Regions from separate parts of the Macaca mulatta genome. Here region 2 is linked to region 1. The links are chromatin contacts, called in public Hi-C maps. All regions are on one chromosome and are shown on one strand. Each heading gives the region's core, a stretch centred on a gene start, on an enhancer-like site or on the middle of the called end of the contact. The rest is flanking DNA. Distances are from core to core; before and after follow the strand shown.

Evidence for each region. Hi-C and Micro-C count contacts between places; a contact is called where the count stands out from the background.
Region 2: a Hi-C map of liver shows a contact between it and region 1, with 3 times the contacts expected there. The contact joins the promoter of TMEM179B here to the promoter of SLC3A2 in region 1. A contact is called at or near these places in 5 of 14 Hi-C or Micro-C datasets (CD4 T cells, blood, cortical neurons and 2 more).

The regions. Positions count from the first base shown.
Region 1 is chr14:11,201,077-11,205,535 of T2T-MMU8v2.0, reverse strand. SLC3A2 (solute carrier family 3 member 2) reads left to right here and starts at 2,479. Exons shown (of 12, transcript XM_077962507.1): 1 at 2,479-2,728. The coding sequence starts at 2,617. It overlaps LOC718486 (a long non-coding RNA gene), which reads right to left and starts at 3,105. Exons shown (of 10, transcript XR_013403642.1): 1 at 2,217-3,105; 2 at 1,780-1,821; 3 at 1,490-1,573; 4 at 1,243-1,293; 5 at 868-900; 6 at 384-430; 7 at 156-188. LOC114672513 (small nucleolar RNA SNORD26) reads right to left here and starts at 1,722; the gene lies at 1,649-1,722. It overlaps LOC114672512 (small nucleolar RNA SNORD27), which reads right to left and starts at 1,438; the gene lies at 1,367-1,438. It also overlaps LOC114672511, LOC114672519, LOC114672510 and LOC114672514.
Region 2 is chr14:11,268,753-11,272,941 of T2T-MMU8v2.0, reverse strand. TMEM179B (transmembrane protein 179B) reads left to right here and starts at 1,393. Exons shown (of 5, transcript NM_001194702.2): 1 at 1,393-1,523; 2 at 2,737-2,924; 3 at 3,006-3,140; 4 at 3,312-3,390; 5 at 3,597-4,101. The coding sequence starts at 1,428. The coding sequence ends at 3,758. It overlaps TAF6L (TATA-box binding protein associated factor 6 like), which reads left to right. Exons shown (of 12, transcript XM_077962525.1): 11 at 256-384; 12 at 513-1,337. The coding sequence ends at 1,292. TMEM223 (transmembrane protein 223) reads right to left here. Exons shown (of 2, transcript XM_015113958.3): 2 at 4,031-4,189.

The sequences.
Region 1 (4,459 bases), core at 1,230-3,729:
CCCACGCATCATTCTTAGAAAATCAGATTTCAGAGTCTCAACAGCAAGTCATCAGCCGAACGAGATTCCATGTAAGTCATCATATATACAGGCCTAAAAAGGCAGTTTTTTCTACTCTATATGCTGGATGCATTGAATACAGTGAAATTACTCACCTTAGAGCCAAAGAGGTTATTGGTTAATAACACCTAGAGAAAAACAAAACTGTGGGTGAAAGATTCCTCAGACATGGTTACCCCCCACTCCCTGCATTCTCCAATTTCTCAGGTGTTCATGTATTTTCACTGTCAGTCATAGTGAGCTAGTTTGATTCATCATAGAAACTGTCTACTTGGTGGCATAAGCGGTAAGGAGCAAAAAAAAAAAAAAAAAAATCAACTAACCTCTCAGCTCTGAAGGTTTTTCAATAGTATATGGCAACAAGCTGCTCCTGAATCAAAAAAATCAATCAATTAGCTAATTATCCCAAACAGCCAAAACTATTTTAGTTACGGTTGCTAGTGGACAAGCTAAGAAAAGGTAACCAAATGCCTCAGACAGCTTATGGAATAAGCTCTCATGCCCTTTTTCAGTTAATCCTGGTGGGTTCACAATTACTGGTTCCCAGGCTAGAACAGGGCTGAGGCAGGATGTTTCCTCCTCATTGGAGCTGAACCGTGGAAACCTACAACTGACAAGCACTAGTCTGACCCTGGGCAGATCAGTGGGCATCTATCTGAGAGAAAAAAGGGGAGGTCTGGAAACATCACTACAGAGAACAAGAGGAACCAGAAAACTTTATGGTTTAAGCAGGCTTTGGTAACAAACATCAAGATGGCTAAGTTATCAATTAGATAATAGGCCCATAGAATTAAAAAAGCAACGTACTGTAAGATAGAGGCAGATTGTCATGAGGAATACCTGGAAAGCAAAGCAAATTAGTTATTTTAAGGTATTAGGATGGAATGAAACTTATTCAAAATCAACAACTGCCATCAGAACTCTAACATGCTATTAATTTTTGTACCTCACAGAACATCAGCTTATCAATTCAAATCATCTGACAGTAAAGTGATCGATATATGGATGAGGATAACAGCGCACCTTTACAAGAACTGTAGTACCGGGTTGCGATCTCGCTTCCCAGAAAATTATCTCAAGAGGAACAAGATGGAAGGCGCCAAAAAACAAAATTGCTTCCGCCGGCCACTTGTTCTCTTGTGAACATTTACAGAGATGACATACACCAATTTGAATAATTACCTGTATTCACCCTGGGAGGCAGCTGAATTCCTCAGGATAGATTATGAGATGCTGTAGACAACAGAGGAAGGCATTTTATGTACCTAAAAATAGTCATTCAAAGACCCCCGAAGACCTCGCTGTCACTTCTCAGTAGTAAGATGACATCACTTATAAGTTCAGCCATATGCTTGTCATTTTGTGTTCATCACGGAGTGGTTATCTAGCAAGGTCTCCTCTGTAAGAGCATAAAAGCATGTACACCTACCTGGAACATTACTGTAACGCTGGCTTTGCAGAAAGATGGGTCTTGTCCCATTCCTTCACCAGTGAGCTTTTGTGGGCTAAACATCTGAAAAAATAACAGCCTTCACTAACACCTCAGACAAATCAATAAGTCCCTGACATTTATTGCGTACAGTACAGTGCTACTCAGAATTTTTGTTTTCTCCACTAATCCATCAGAAAGAGAGAGTTCAGTTTGTAAAATCATCCCCGTAGCAACTTCTACACACTCAACGAAAGAGCAGAGGTTAAGAAATGGCCATAAGAACTTACTGTAACATAGAGCTCTCTTCGATTCCAACGTGCGCGTAAACCCTGCAGACAAGAGTCCAAGAAGACATTAGGTCAACACAGGGCATTTCGAAAACGCTATCTTCTGAGCCGACGGCTAAGTAGGAGGCTTGCAGGGCCCATCTCCTCAGAGTCACTTATCCTCACGGAGCTCAGTACAGGTCTGTGAAAAGGTCCTCATCATAGGGAGGGGACCCGCACGGCCCGCCATCGCCATCTTGTCCTTCACAAAGCCCCGCTGCTACTTAATTTAAGTCTCGAGGCCACCCACAAGACCTCACCCGCCAGTCACCCTGGCTAGACAGCTACAACACAGAAGGCATAGCGCGTGCTATGCGATGTCCGCACAATCGTTCAAAATAAAAGAAACGGACAAAGCACAAAACACTGACAGCTACAAATCTTACGAAATCACTTACCAGCGGCAGTAGAACAATGAGACCGAAATTGGCACGGAGAGACGATTAAATACCATCCCGCAGAGGCCCACGGGATTTGGGGGCGGTGCTATGGCGAGCGCACGCGCATACGTTGACCGCATGCGACCCCGGGGAGTTGTGGGTAGAGAGTTCCAGGGAAGGAGGGCGTGGACAAAGCGCTACCTGAACTTGCGGCGCGAAAAGGGCGCGCATGCGTCCTACGGAACCTCACCGACCGCATTGCGGCTTAGTTTTCTCACCCAGTGCATGTGGCAGGAGCGGTGAGATCACTGCCTCACGCGGATCCTGGACTGACGGTCACGACTGCTTACCCGCTAACCCTGTTCTGAGCTCCCCCTTCCCCCCACACACCCGAAACCTGTGTGCAGGATCCGCCTCCATGGAGCTACAGCCTCCTGAAGCCTCGACCGCCGTCGTTTCGATTCCCCGCCAGCTGCCGGGCTCACATTCGGAGGCTGGTGTCCAGGGTCTCAGCGCGGGGGATGACTCAGGTACTGGATCCCGAGCTAAACTCGGGAGGAGGTCCCCTTTGGGGGAGCCATTTCGGTAAAGTAAGTCAGGGCGTAAGTGCTCCACTGAAGACAGGATCTGATTTTTTTCTAACTGGTCCCCTATGTCCTGCCTTCTGGTGCGTTTTCTTTAGATCTTGGACTACTACGGGCCAGCATTAGCTAACATTTGTGGAGCACCGTCTTAAGCACACTGTATTAATCGATTAATCCATCAAAATCCCAAGAGCTAGGTAGGATGACAGCCCCCTTTATTGATGGGGAACCTTAAAGGGCTCCCGCGGTGCTGCCTGCTGCAACTCCTGCCCGATCACTATGGTTGCAGTCAGCTATAGACTGTTTTACTGAGACCGGACAGCATTAGTTCAGTCGTTCGTGGTAAACATCTACGTGTACAAGCACACTTTATAAACATTTTTTTTTTTCCGAGACAGAGTTCTGCTCTGTCGCCCAGAGTGCAGTGGCGGGATGTCGGTTCACTGCAACCTCTGCCTCCCAGGTTCAAGCGATTCTCCTTCCTCAGCCTCCTGAGTAGCTGGGATTACAGGCTCCCGCAATCATCAAGCCACGCTAATTTTTGTATTTTTAGGAGAGATGGGGTTTCATCACGTTGGCCAGGCTGGTCTCGAACTGCTGACCTGGTGACCTCCTGCCTCAGCCTCCCAAAGTGCTGGGATTACAGGCGTAGGCCACCACACCCGGCCTGGCTCAGCATTTTGGGAGGCCAAGGTGGGAGGATCTCTTGAACCCAAGAGTTCAAGACCAGCCTAAGCAACATAGTGAGAAACCGATACCCATCTCTACAGAAAAATAGAAAAAATTAGCCAGGAGCGGTGGTGCATGCCTGTAGCCTCAGCTACTTGGGAAGCTGAGGTGGGAGGATTGCTTGAGCCCAGAAATTTGAGGCTGTAAGTGAGTTGTGATCAAGCCACTGCACTGCACTCCAGCCTGGATGACTGAGTGAGACCCTGTCTCAAAAAAAAAAAAAAAAGTGGGACAGATAAACTATGGAAAATCAAGATGGCCCAGAGTAGACAGACAAGGCTGGGGAGGTTGTGAGTGGGAATGGCAGTTGGGAAATGCTTTATAGAGTGTCTGGGCCTGAAAGGGTTGAAAGACTCCGGAGGGGAATTCCAGTTAAAGAAACAACTGGAGCACAAGCTTGGTGCAAGAAAAAGAAAGAAGTGTGTGGCTACAATTCATGAAAGATGGGCAAAAGGGGAGTATTAGAATATAAAACTGGAATGTATTTCCTGGGGAAAGCCACATAAGCAGGACCTTGAGAGCAAAGCTAAATCACTTGAATCATAGATAGAAAAAAAAAACCAGGGAGAGTTTTTAAGTAGGAAAGTGATAAGACATTGGGGGATAAGATGGAGACAAGGTCATTAATTAGATTGCCATAGTAGTTTAGGCAAGAGGATTCAATACTAGCAAGTGTAACGGCAGTGGAAGTGGAAAAGAGGGGATTTGGGTTAGGGGTCTCCAACTCACATACAGAAATCAGCTAAGTAATGTAGGTAAGTGAAATGAACTGAGTTGGGACTCTGGTGAACTGGGCAGCCCTTTCACAGCTCCAGCTGATTGTTGCCTTGTGACAGTATTGTCTCTGTGTGATCAAATAGTTTTCAAAAGAATCCAGAAGTCCAGAATTGTGTATTTACCCACTTTAAAATGTTGAGTTTAAATTTTTTTGGCCGGGCGCGGTGGCTC
Region 2 (4,189 bases), core at 144-2,643, 68 kb before region 1:
GTGATACTGGGTACACTTTTTATTGTCTACTTCTTTTGTGACACTTTATTATCTACCTTTGTACCTTTATTCCCAATGTCTAGCTTAGGTATACAGTAGGTTCCAAATAAATGTATGGCTGAATATGCCAGTCAGGGAATTTAGGAGGATTGAGCTCTGTCTAGGATCAGAAATAAAGGTAGGTGTTTCATGGGAAAGGGTCCTAGAGAGGGAGTAAGTGTCAAAGAGACGCTAACTGCATTCCTTCTCTTCCAGGCAGTAGAACGAGTCCTGTACCCACACCTGTCCACGTACTGGACAAACTTGCAGGCTGTGCTGGATGATTATTCAGTATCTAATGCACAGGTCAAAGCAGATGGGCACAAAGTCTATGGAGCCATTCTGGTGAGTACCATCCCCTTCCAGCCTCCCTCCCCTGCATGAGCTTAGCAGCCAAGCAGGCTTACTTTGGAATATTTGATGGGCCCAGGTTCCTCGAATTTTTTGCCTATCTTAGTCCTTGGCTTTTACAGGTGGCCGTAGAGCGACTGCTGAAGATGAAGGCCCAGGCAGCAGAGCCCAACAGGGGTGGCCCAGGTGGCAGGGGGTGCCGGCGCCTGGACGACCTGCCATGGGATAGCCTTCTCTTGCAAGAGTCGTCCTCCGGGGGCGGTGCAGAGCCCAGCTTTGGGTCCGGTCTCCCGCTGCCGCCAGGGGGAGCGGGGCAGGAGGACCCTTCTCTTTCGGTGACCCTGGCGGACATCTACCGGGAGCTCTACGCCTTCTTCGGTGACAGCTTGGCCACACGCTTCGGCACCGGCCAACCTGCACCCACCGCTCCGCGGCCGCCCGGGGACAAGAAGGAGCCGGCGACAGCCCCTGACTCGGTGCGGAAGATGCCGCAGCTGACGGCAAGCGCCATGGTCAGCCCGCAGGGCGACGAGAGCCCCCGGGGCAGCGGCGGAGGCGGCCCCACGTCGGCCTCTGGGCCAGCGGCCTCTGAGAGCAGGCCCCTGCCGCGCGTGCATCGGGCGCGCGGGGCACCCCGGCAGCAGGGCCCCGGGACCGGCACCCGCGACGTCTTCCAGAAGAGCCGTTTCGCCCCGCGCGGCGCCCCGCACTTTCGTTTCATCATCGCCGGGCGGCAGGCTGGGAGGCGCTGCCGCGGGCGCCTTTTCCAGACTGCATTCCCCGCGCCGTACGGGCCTAGCCCGGCCTCCCGCTACGTGCAGAAGCTGCCCATGATCGGCCGCACCAGCCGCCCCGCCCGCCGGTGGGCGCTCTCGGACTACTCGCTGTACTTGCCGCTCTGAGTAGGTGAGCGCTTCCATCTTTGTAAATAAATCCCGCCCCCGGAAGTGACGTCTCCATTTTCGTGGGTCGCGCCGGATAAGGTGGGGTTTGGCCGGGTTGAGGCTGTGGCGGCGCTTCCTGGTGGTCAGGGCGCCATGGCGCTGCCCTGGCTGCAGCGCGTCGAGCTTGCGCTGTTTGCTGCCGCCTTCCTGTGCGGGGCCGTGGCGGCGGCGGCGCTGACTCGGACCCAGGTGCGGCTGCAGGGCGGGGTCAGGTAGGCTGGGGAGCTGGCCGGTCCTGACGTGGCGAGGCCACTGTCGCTTTCCGACCGAGCTCGCTGCTGCTTGGAGCCGGTGGACCTGGTAAGGCACGGCTGGCACCGGCCTGTACCTGAAATGCAGCGAGGCTAATCGCGCTTTGTGGCTACTCTGGGCCAGGTCATACTTCGAAGTTGTACTCTCGCCAAAGGGACGGGTCAGTACCGTCTTAAAGCACTAGATGGAGTCGGGTTTCGTGGCTCCTGCTGACCTTACTGTGGTTCTGAAAGAGAAGTCGATGCGGAACCTGCGTCCATCCGTTAAATCAGAAGCCTTTTGTGCTGAGCTTTGTCTGGAAATAAAGCATAGTGTAGTGGAGATGATCAAGATGCCACATGATTGCAGCACAGTGTATTAAATGACAAAATAAGAGATGTAGAAAAGGCTGACGTAAAGGTAGAAGCCAATAATTTACATCGTTTACCCCAGCCAGGTAATCTGGTTAGTAAACATGGGTTCATTTAATGCCTATAAAGTAGGCACTAGTGTGCCTATTTTACACCATGAGAAAACCTCAGAGATCCGCAGGGCGCGGTGACTCACGCCTGTAATCCCAGCACTTTGGGGGGCCGAGGCAGGCAGATGACTTGAGGTCAGGAGTTAGAGACCAGCCTGGCCAACATGGCAAAACTCCGCCTCTACTAAAAATACAAAAATTAGCCGGGTGTGATGGCTCATGCCTGTAATCCCAGCTACTTGGGAGGCTGAGGCAGGAGAATCGCTTGAACCTGGGAGGCGGAGGTTGCAGTGAGCCGAGATCGTGCGGTAGCACTCCAGCCTGGGTGACAAGAGCGAAACTCCATCTCAAAAAACAAAACAACAAAAAAACCCTCAGAGGTAGTTATTTGTTGAAGGATATACAAGGCCTGGGTTTACTCTAAGGTTTCTGCACAAAGACCAGAATTAATGAGGCTTCTCTGAAGCTCGTTGTATTCTATAGTCATTGGCTATTTTCTGATCCTTCTGGCCACTGTTTGATTCCCCAACAGGCCCTCTCCATCAATATCTCTGTCCCAGAAATAGGAACTGACAGTGCACAAATAACTTCCTGGAATGGTCGTGGCCTAGGTTATCACTAACACCTACCAAGACACTGCATCCAGAGGCATTAACCTGAAATCTAGGACTCAGCAGCTTCTCTCCACAGGGCTCCTTCAGTGGTAGATGTCCCCTGTATGGTGTCGCCACCCTGAATGGCTCCTCCCTGGCCTTATCCCATCCCTCCGCACCATCCCTCTGCTACTTTGTAGCTGGGGCCTCTGGCCTCTTGGCCCTCTACTGCCTCCTGCTTCTGCTCTTCTGGATCTACAGCAGCTGCATTGAGGACTGCCACAGGTGACTGCCCAACCCTGAGGGCCAGGGTCTGAGGTAGGATGAGCCTCGCCTCCACCACAAGGCTTGTTCTCTCCCTCTCAGAGGTTCTATAGGGCTGCGCATTGCACTGGCCATCTCAGCTATAGCCATCTTCCTGGTCTTGGTGTCTGCCTGTATCCTTCGATTTGGCACCAGGTCTCTCTGCAACTCCATCATCTCCCTGAACACTACAATTAGGTAATGGGAGAGGGAGGGAAGCCTGGCTGGGGCTACCTTCCCTCTGCACCAGGGTCCTGTAATTTCCTTTTTATCCCCATCAGTTGCTCTCAACTCACAGGGCACTGGGCACAGGTGTGCCTCGGATATAAACTATCACCCTTTCTCACAACTGTCTCTTTGACCTCACAGCTGTTCTGAAGCCCAGAAAATTCCATGGAGACCCCCTGGAACTGCTCTGCAGTTTTACTCCAACCTACACAATGCCGAAGTGAGACCCAAGGATAGAAGGAAAGATTCACATAAGTATCTGTAGCTGTGTGGGTGCTCACCAGTGTATCATGAGCTTGGCTCACCAGTGAGAGGAGCTGAGGGGGTTGTCAGCCTGAAATTCAGCAGTTAAGAGTGGTGTGTGGGTGGGAAGGACTGGATTTGAAATGGTCCCATTCCTGACACTCCTGTCCCTGTCTCCCACAGACCTCTTCTTGGGTGAATTTGGTATTGTGGTGTGTGGTCTTGGTGCTCCAGGTCGTGCAGTGGAAGTCTGAAGCCACCCCACACCGGCCTCTGGAGAGGGGTGACCCTGAGTGGAGCTCTGAGACAGATGCTCTCTTTGGGCCACGCCTTTCCCATTCCTGAAGAATAACCAGAGTGCTTCCTGCAGCCAAAGACTCCATGCCCAAGTGCCTGCAATCCTCTTGCCCCCACAAGGCCCTGTTTATGTTGGGAGTCTTAGTTTTCCTTTCAGGGGGGAAACGTAATGACAGGCCCCCCTCCTCCTCTTCCTACAGCTGTTTTTGTACCAAAATATTATATTACTGTCTTCATCTTGTGAGTTTTTGATGTTAAAGTACAACTAGATAGGAGGAAGGAGTGAAGGCTAAGCAGACATGGATTGAAACTTAGAGGTACTGTTACGCAGCTGCCCTAGGGATGACTGCTCCTTTATTTGTTGTTAATGAATCTTAACCTCCTTGTGTGACCTGATTGTTACTCCATTCTAAGATTGACTTTTTTTTTTTTTTTTGTAAATACAGACAAGGTCTCGCTATGTTGCCCAGGCTGGTCTC